2 separate regions of the Sus scrofa genome follow, and region 1 is linked to region 2. The links are chromatin contacts, called in public Hi-C maps. All regions are on one chromosome and are shown on one strand. The core of a region is the stretch at or near the end of the contact, and the rest is flanking DNA. Distances in the headings are between cores, read along the strand shown. Region 1 has its middle 18 kb from the start of NR4A3. Region 2 overlaps ANKS6 (ankyrin repeat and SAM domain-containing protein 6).

Evidence for each region. A called contact is a pair of places that touch in the nucleus more often than the background predicts.
Region 1: a Hi-C map of embryonic fibroblasts shows a contact between it and region 2, with 2.6 times the contacts expected there. The contact joins two enhancer-like sites. A contact is called at or near these places in 1 of 47 Hi-C or Micro-C datasets (embryonic fibroblasts) and 2 of 2 datasets of contacts at active chromatin or transcription factors (alveolar macrophages and skeletal muscle).

What each region holds. Positions count from the first base shown.
Region 1 is chr1:241,553,836-241,557,614 of Sscrofa11.1, forward strand. No RefSeq gene overlaps it. Among named protein-coding and RNA genes, the nearest start is that of NR4A3, 18 kb to the right of the region's middle. Within about 2 kb of position 1,781, at least 5 of the 83 cell types and tissues checked have an H3K27ac peak or open chromatin away from gene starts, as enhancers often do. A contact at or near this core is called in embryonic fibroblasts, where this site is marked.
Region 2 is chr1:240,575,097-240,578,886 of Sscrofa11.1, forward strand. ANKS6 (ankyrin repeat and SAM domain-containing protein 6) reads right to left here. Exons shown (of 13, transcript XM_013993702.2): 2 at 328-824. Among named protein-coding and RNA genes, the nearest start is that of ANKS6, 7.4 kb to the right of the region's middle. Within about 2 kb of position 1,620, at least 29 of the 83 cell types and tissues checked have an H3K27ac peak or open chromatin away from gene starts, as enhancers often do. A contact at or near this core is called in embryonic fibroblasts, where this site is marked.

The DNA of each region.
Region 1 (3,779 bases), core at 531-3,030, 980 kb after region 2:
TTTAGTGTTAGGATTTAATGAAGGTCTAATTACCACTAACCTTATCATCCCATCCATTTCATTCCAGATATCTTCTACTACTGTCACAATAATTTAGTAAAGAGACCATATAATTGGTTTATTGCCTTCAAATACATTAACAAATCAGTTCTAACTGATTTGCCTTCAACAATATCTGTTAACTCACTTAATCATAATTCTTTCTCTAGCTGACCTTAATTACTCCATACTGAATTTTTCTCAGCTAAAAATGAACCATTAAAAACCTCTCGCTCCTATTTTCTGGTTTTCCCCAATAGGTGGATCCTGATCTACTACCAGGCTTAGTTCTTCTTTGCTCTAATCAAGTATATTTATGAAATATAACCATACACTAAGGATATTAGTTCAAGCAAGTTATGCACAAAAGTTTCATAACTATAATCTCACTTTATCCATGTACAAGTCAATATTTTCTAGAGAATTTTTCCATCTTTATTTCACAAGAAACATCATCAAACACATTCCAAACTATTGAAAGGCTAGTTCTACCGCAGCTTCAAATTTCTTTCCTTCAGAGCAAGAAAGTTTGACATTAAATATAAAGAATTCTTCCCAAACAGAAGTTCAAAACAGTAAACACTTGAATGGAATTTTGAGATAATCAAAAGTGTAATAATTACTTGCAATTATTATAATTAATAACACATATCCTAAAGACGTCCTTCAAGAATGCACTGTGTCCCTACCAAGCCAATGAGTTGTGAGTAATAGGTTATTTTAATATACTTAACTTCACTACCAAATGTAAATTAAACATTTAGTTCTCAGGATGACCACTAAAAATTTCAAATCAAAAATTATACTTAGAAAATCCACAGCAATTGTTTTACATAAATACCAGATGAATCCTACTCTATGGCATTATCCATAACTTTGAATATAGGCTTTGCCCTCCTACAAATGGGTTTATAAGGATACCTACTGCATCACCTTAGACCAATAAGAAATTTAGTAACAATGGAGTCTTAATCCTTTGGTCTCTAAATGGCCTATTAAAAGTAAAGTGTGAACTGCTTCCAAAAACCGTGGCCTCCATATTTTTCAGACAATGAGACATGTGCAAATACAAAAATACTATTTATATTGTGAAATGTGTTAATCCTTCTAATCAGGAAAACTGGAACTAATGAATTTCCTTAAGGATGTTAACTCCAGATTTTTCAGGGTACTTCTATTTATTTATTTATTTGCTTTTTAGGGCTGCACGGGGGGCATATAGAAATTCCCAGGCTAAGGGGTCAAATCCGAACTTACAGCTGCCGGCTTACACCACAGGCACAGAAACACCACATCTGCACCACACCCGCGGCCCACACCACAGCTCATGACAATGCCAGATCCTCAACCCACTGAGCAGGGCCAGGGATCGAACCCGCATCTTCATGGATACTAGTCGGATTCATTACCACTAAGCCACAACAGGAACTCTCCTCAGGGTACTTCTTAAGAAACAAAAAACATCCTAAGAAACTATCCTTTCCTGAGTCGCTCTTAGCAACCAAGTGTAGAATCTGGCTCCTCGCCACTAGAGGGGGTGTTTCTTCTATTGGTTTCACTTTCCCCTAATTTGGCTTACCAGAATTTCTGGTTGAACTAGAAATAAGCCTCAAGATCAACATCCTGACCTTTATTTCCCCTTCATATTGTGTGGCCCTTTCTTTTTATTTCAGTCTGTAAGCTATCACTAAAATATCAACTTCAATCCCTGATTATTTGTATTATCACGCCTCAAGTCATATTTCACTGCCTTTTTACAAACAGACTAACAAGCTACAAAGAGCTGATTCTAAAGACTCTGATATTACTTCTTTTGAAAATAATCCAAAAATCCAACCAAGCTTGCATATTCTTTTTCAGTAAAAAAGGTTTTTTTATTTGCCATGTTCACATGACTTCATTTGAATCACAATAATACTAAGGAAAACATTGAATTAGGAACAAATTCCACAGAAGAAACTCAATGTCTTAAAGTGACTTGTCTGAGATTTCAGGTAGCAAATAGTGAAGCCATAATGAAGACTCCAAGTGCCCCAATCCCTAGACATTTCTGGTGCTACCTGTTCTATGCCATGAGTAAAAGACACTAGATAAGAAAATGGACTGAGGACTGACCTACTCTTACTTTTTGCCACACAAGTCTAGAGCAAACAGCTGTGTGATTATTTAACTATTATTCCTGGCAAAGATTATATACATATTAGGAATAGTCTCCACTGACCATAAAGTCAAGTCACAAAGTGAGAAAGAAGCAGATGAGAGAGATAAGGGAAAAGAAGGGCTCATGGGAGGAGGAGGAGATGAAAATAAGTCTATGAAACAACCTTAAGTCCAAGCATAAGATGCAAAGCATGAAAGAATAGGGACCAATATGCATCAAGAAACCAGAATTAGAATCAGGAAAAGAAAGAATGAACAACAAACAGAAGCAGTCACACCACCAGATATTCAAATGAACAAAAGGCCCCAGAAGAGATGGTGGGTGCTGGCTGGTTTGTTGCTATTTCCTGTGAAGAACCCTATTCTAAGGCCACAGTCCTTCAGAGAAGACTGAGACAAGAATTGCCCAGTTAGAATGTGCACCCACTTTCTGAAGCCAGAAGATGGGGGAGGGTAGAGCCCCAATAAAAGGAAATCTATCAAAACAAAATCAAAACCGCCTGACGTGAATCTACTGAGGATAAAGTGGGTATACATCAGGGGGGGGGGGCGGGGGGGGGGGGGGGGGGGGGGGGGGGGGGGGGGGGGGGGGGGCGTGGGGGGGGGTGGCTACAGCTCGATAACCTAGCTGGAACTATATGCCGGAGGCCAAAATAGCAAATAGCAACAACAACAAAACAAAAAAAAAAAAAAAAAAAAAAAATACTATCATAAGAATGCTTTTGGCTTCAAGTGACAAAATCACAGATCACACTGGCTTACACAATAAGGAACTGTATTATCTCACAGAACTGGACGTTCAGAGGAACAGCAGACCAAGTACAATATAATCAGCAGTTCAGTAAGGTCATCAAGAGCTCAGGTTTCCTCTCTCTCTCTGGTCTGCCATCTTCTAGAGCAGCTTCCTCCATAGCTAGTTTCTCTCATTATTCTAAGATGTCTTGTGCAGTTCTAGCCATCATATTCAGACATATTATCAGAGAAAGAAGAGGCACCATCTCTTTTATCTCTTTTTAGGGTCAATAAAACCTTTCTCAGAAGCACTTGGGCCCTCCTTCAGACTTCCCTTCACATCTCACTGGCCAGAATAGTTATAGGCCATTCCTAACCCTTCACTAGCAGAGGAAATGTTATTAACTATGATTGCTTAGACTAATCATCTAGCGTGGAATGAATGCAGGATAGTCAATCACCAAGTCCATACCATGGGCAAGCTGTAATGATAAGTATTACTGTGACATTGTTTTCACTCCATAACAAACCTGTAATTTATTATGCTGCTCCCAAGACCTTAACTATGAGGCATGTGCTTTTTTAAATACTCTTTTAAACTTTTTTATTAGCTATGAAACATTTTACTATCATTTACGTGGTCAATCTACTATTATTAAAAAAAAACTTGAATGCAGTATTTTAGAATAAGAATGGTAAACAGTTTTGCCACAGCAACTCCAGTTGGTACAGCTACCTAGAGTCCCATTTCAAGAAAGATCCAAAGCTGAGTTTGGATCCAATGAGAAACAGTGCCAAGACTGATTAGTGATGTCTACCATGTACTTGGGTTTGGACACAACACACAA
Region 2 (3,790 bases), core at 370-2,869:
GAAGAAGTTTGCTGACCCCATTCTAGAAGAATCCCAGAAGCGCCTATGCCAGAATCATCTGGTTAGGGAGGGGGCCTTGCTCTGCAGGTTTCCAGGCTCTTCTGAGAGCTACCACATCACTCTCTGGAGGGTGGGCCAGGAACCTACATGTAGCAAACACCCTACGTGGTTCTCACACATGGTACATCCTAAGTCCCACTGCCCTGCAGGCGACTCTGATTTCCGCACACCATACTGTTTGGGCAACCCTTAGCTTTCGCCATTTAAACAGAATTTGGGGTCCTCTGGGAGGCCATGGTGGGGTGGGTGGTGGTGGAGCAGCCTGACCTGTCTTGGGCCTGACGGTTGTCAGTGGGTCCAGGTAGTCCACGAGGTCCCTGTGCCTGCGGTCAAGTGCCACCTCGAAGGCGGTCTTCTCCAGCACGCTGAGGTGGTCAGGGTTGGCCCCCTTCTCCACCAGCTGCTGAGCCATGCCAAGCCTCCCGATGAGGGCCGTCAGCATCAGTGGGCTCCAGCCCACGGTCCGGGCCACGTGGTTGGGGTCTGCACCCCATTCTATGAGCAGACGCACCACAGCCTCATGTCCATGCTGGATGGCAGCCATTAGGGCAGTGATGCCCAGCAGCTCGTCCCTGCTGTCCCCCACCTGCTCGCCTAAGGGTTTGTGATGGTCCACGAAGGCACCGGCTTCCAGGAGCAGCTTCACCACGCCCAGGTGGCCACCTCGAGAGGCCACGGTGAGCACACTGGCCCCCAACCGGTTCTGGGCATTGACATCAGCCCCATGATCCAAAAGGAGGTGTGCCACGCTCACGTGCCCAAATCTGCCAGGAAGATGGAGAAGTAGTGACACTCAACATGGGACAGTGAGGACACAGCTCATGTAATTATTTAATCACAAATTGTTAAATTATTATTGAATCATTAATTCTTAAAGTTGTAATAGCTGCTTATAATAAAAGGCCTTCTCCTGGTGCCAGGCAGTGTGCTGGTCCTGCATATACACTATCACAAAGGCAAGTCACTGCCCCGTCTAGGTTTGAATCCAGCTCTGCCATCCACTAGCTGTATGACCAGGAGAAGGAACATTAGCTTCTTCGTGCCTTCATTTCCTCACGCCCCAAACGGGGATATGATTACATCTACTTCAAGAGCTGTGAAAGATTGAGTTAATATATATACAAACATATAATCTACATAAAGCAGCTAGAACAGTGCTTGGCCAAAGGAAGCACCACAGACATGTTAAGCATTATAATTGCAATTATTAAACATTTTACATTACACAATGTGCCAAGGTCACCCAGCTGGTGAGGGCGGGGCCAGGGTCAGAACCCAGGTCTGTCTGAATCCCGCTGCCCTCCTGCGTTCCCCCTCACCACACTGCTTCTCCCAGCACAGCGAGTTCATGTGATTTTGCTTCAGAGCCTGGTAAGCTGCCTCTCTGCCTGGGCTCTGCTTCCCCATCGCAGGGCCCGCGTCTGACTCATGTCTCCCCTCCCCGCCCCCAAAGACACATGCACAGAAGGTCCTTCCGAGATGAGAGAGCCGACCCCATGCCAAGAGGTGTGGTGAAGCTGTGGTCAGCAGAGGCGGACTGGGGCAGCTCCTGCCAGAGACCTACTGCCACCTGCTGGCTGGAATGTCCCTTGCCAGCGGCTGAGGATCCGGCCTGGGCCAGACTCCCCAGGGAGGCATGAGCTGCAGCCCTGCTGAGACGCTGGGGAGACAGACAGGCAACCACCAACTCTAATGCCAGGAAGGGGAAAAACAGATGCCTCTTCCCAACAAAATCTCTTCCGTCTTCTGCCGCCAGAGGGCAGAAGAATTCCGTTTTGCAGCGTTTTGCGTGGGCACACTCTTTCTGGGCTCAGAGGTAGAAGGAGCCTTGGACTAAAAGGAAAGAACGACAAGAGAGGGGCCGGCGGTGCCAGGTTTGACAAAACCAGAATGCCTGCGCAACATCAGCATCTGCGAGGCAGCTTTTGCAATGACTCTATGCGGCGCTCCTCTCCTTTCCGGAAGTGGGTTTTGTCCCTCATCGAAGCCCAGGGCCTCCCTCCTCCCCGTAGAGGCAGAGCCAAGGCTGAACTCTGGTCTGAACTTACAAATACCTTCTGGGATGTGAACCTGAACCGCACTGGGTCACTCAGCTGGTGGAGCTGAGAGAGGGAGAGCTTGGTGAACGGGCTTCCTCAGCTGCAGCGGGACTGGGCTGGACAAGCCTCTTCTCCAAAAGTGGACAGAACGCAAGTCGGAATGAATAAACTCGAAGGCAGAGAACGGAAACCCCGGCGTCTCTCTGCCCATCCTCCACAATGAGACTCCCCAAACCTACATCTCATGGCTGCTCCCCCACTTCCCACTGCCCCAGAAAGGCCTGCTGACTTTGCCAACCTCATTTCCTCCCAAGTCCCCGGCTGTACCCCGGCCACACTCACCTGCACTCACCAGTTACACTCCTCTCATGCCTCTGCCATCCTGCAGCTCTGACTAGAGTCCTCTCCTGTCCCCGTCTACCAAGCACAACCTTTATCCTGCTGCAGGACTCAGATCTTAGCTCCTCTGAGCAGCTTCCAGACCCACCCACCGCTCCTCATCTGTTCAGGGGCCCCTCACTTGAGCAACCACAACCCGCTGTCCTCACTCCAAGTGATGTAGAGAGCCTTCCCTCTATACGGTCTTCCTATTAGACTGGATACTTTCCAAGGACAAGGCCCACAGCAGAAGCTCAGTAAATTCTGCCACAGGAATTAGTGAATGAATTTGTTCTCTACTCCAGCAGAGGAAGATCCAGACACAGGCAACGGACCTGGCTGAAGAACTGGTATATCCTCCGCTGGAGTAGAGAACTTTAAAAATTTAGTCATCAAGCCTGAGATAAAATCTAGCATAATCCTTGACAGCAGTTAACAAGGTACAGACATGTTTTTATCCAGTGGATCTTAATCCGCCCTGAGATTAACCGATAATGCCTATTCCACAGGTGAGGAAACTGAAGATTAAAATGGAAAGCAATAATGCAGGGCCTCTCGGTTTGGAAGTGATAGAGTCAAAACTTGAGCCTAGACCCTAAAATCCCCAACCCCAGTTCTTCGAGTACAACAAACTCACAGAGGAAAAAAAGGGCTGAATTTGAGCAAACATGCGAACATCTCGAATGCTTTCCGAACTCATGAATAGCTCAAGAGGTCATTCAATTAGGCTGAAAATATAATAGGATTCAGTGAAGGCTGAGATAATTTTGTGGATGCTAAGATTCTAACAGGTAATTACTGAAGATAGGGGAGCTCAGGGCTTTTGGAGCAGCTGCTAAGATTACCAATTAATTTCAGCAATTAACACCTGTGTTGAAAGACCTGGCACTCACTCTGCTCTCAGAGCACTGGGCTGAGAGGCCAGCTCTGCCACGCTGGCAGGCGGAGAAGTGAAGGGCAGGAGAAGGAAAGTAAGGAAGCCAAGGGTGAAGTTAGAGCCAAAGAAAACAAGGCAACTTGAACCTTTAGCAGTTGGCAAATTTTCAGAGTGGCATCTTTGTGGCCAACGCCAAGAGGAAAACAGTCAGCTACAAGATTCATGGCAGGGGCACAGTCTCTGGAGCCACCAGTCTAGGTGTGAATCTCATTCTGCCACTTACTAGCTGTGTGGCCTTGGACAAGTGACTTAACTGCTCGGAGCCTCAGTTCTTCGTCTGTAAAATAGGAAATGAGTTCTATTGCCTTCCCTGAGGTTTTGTGTAGCTTTAGTGAGTTAATTCATTTGAAGCACTTAACACAGTGCCTGACACCAA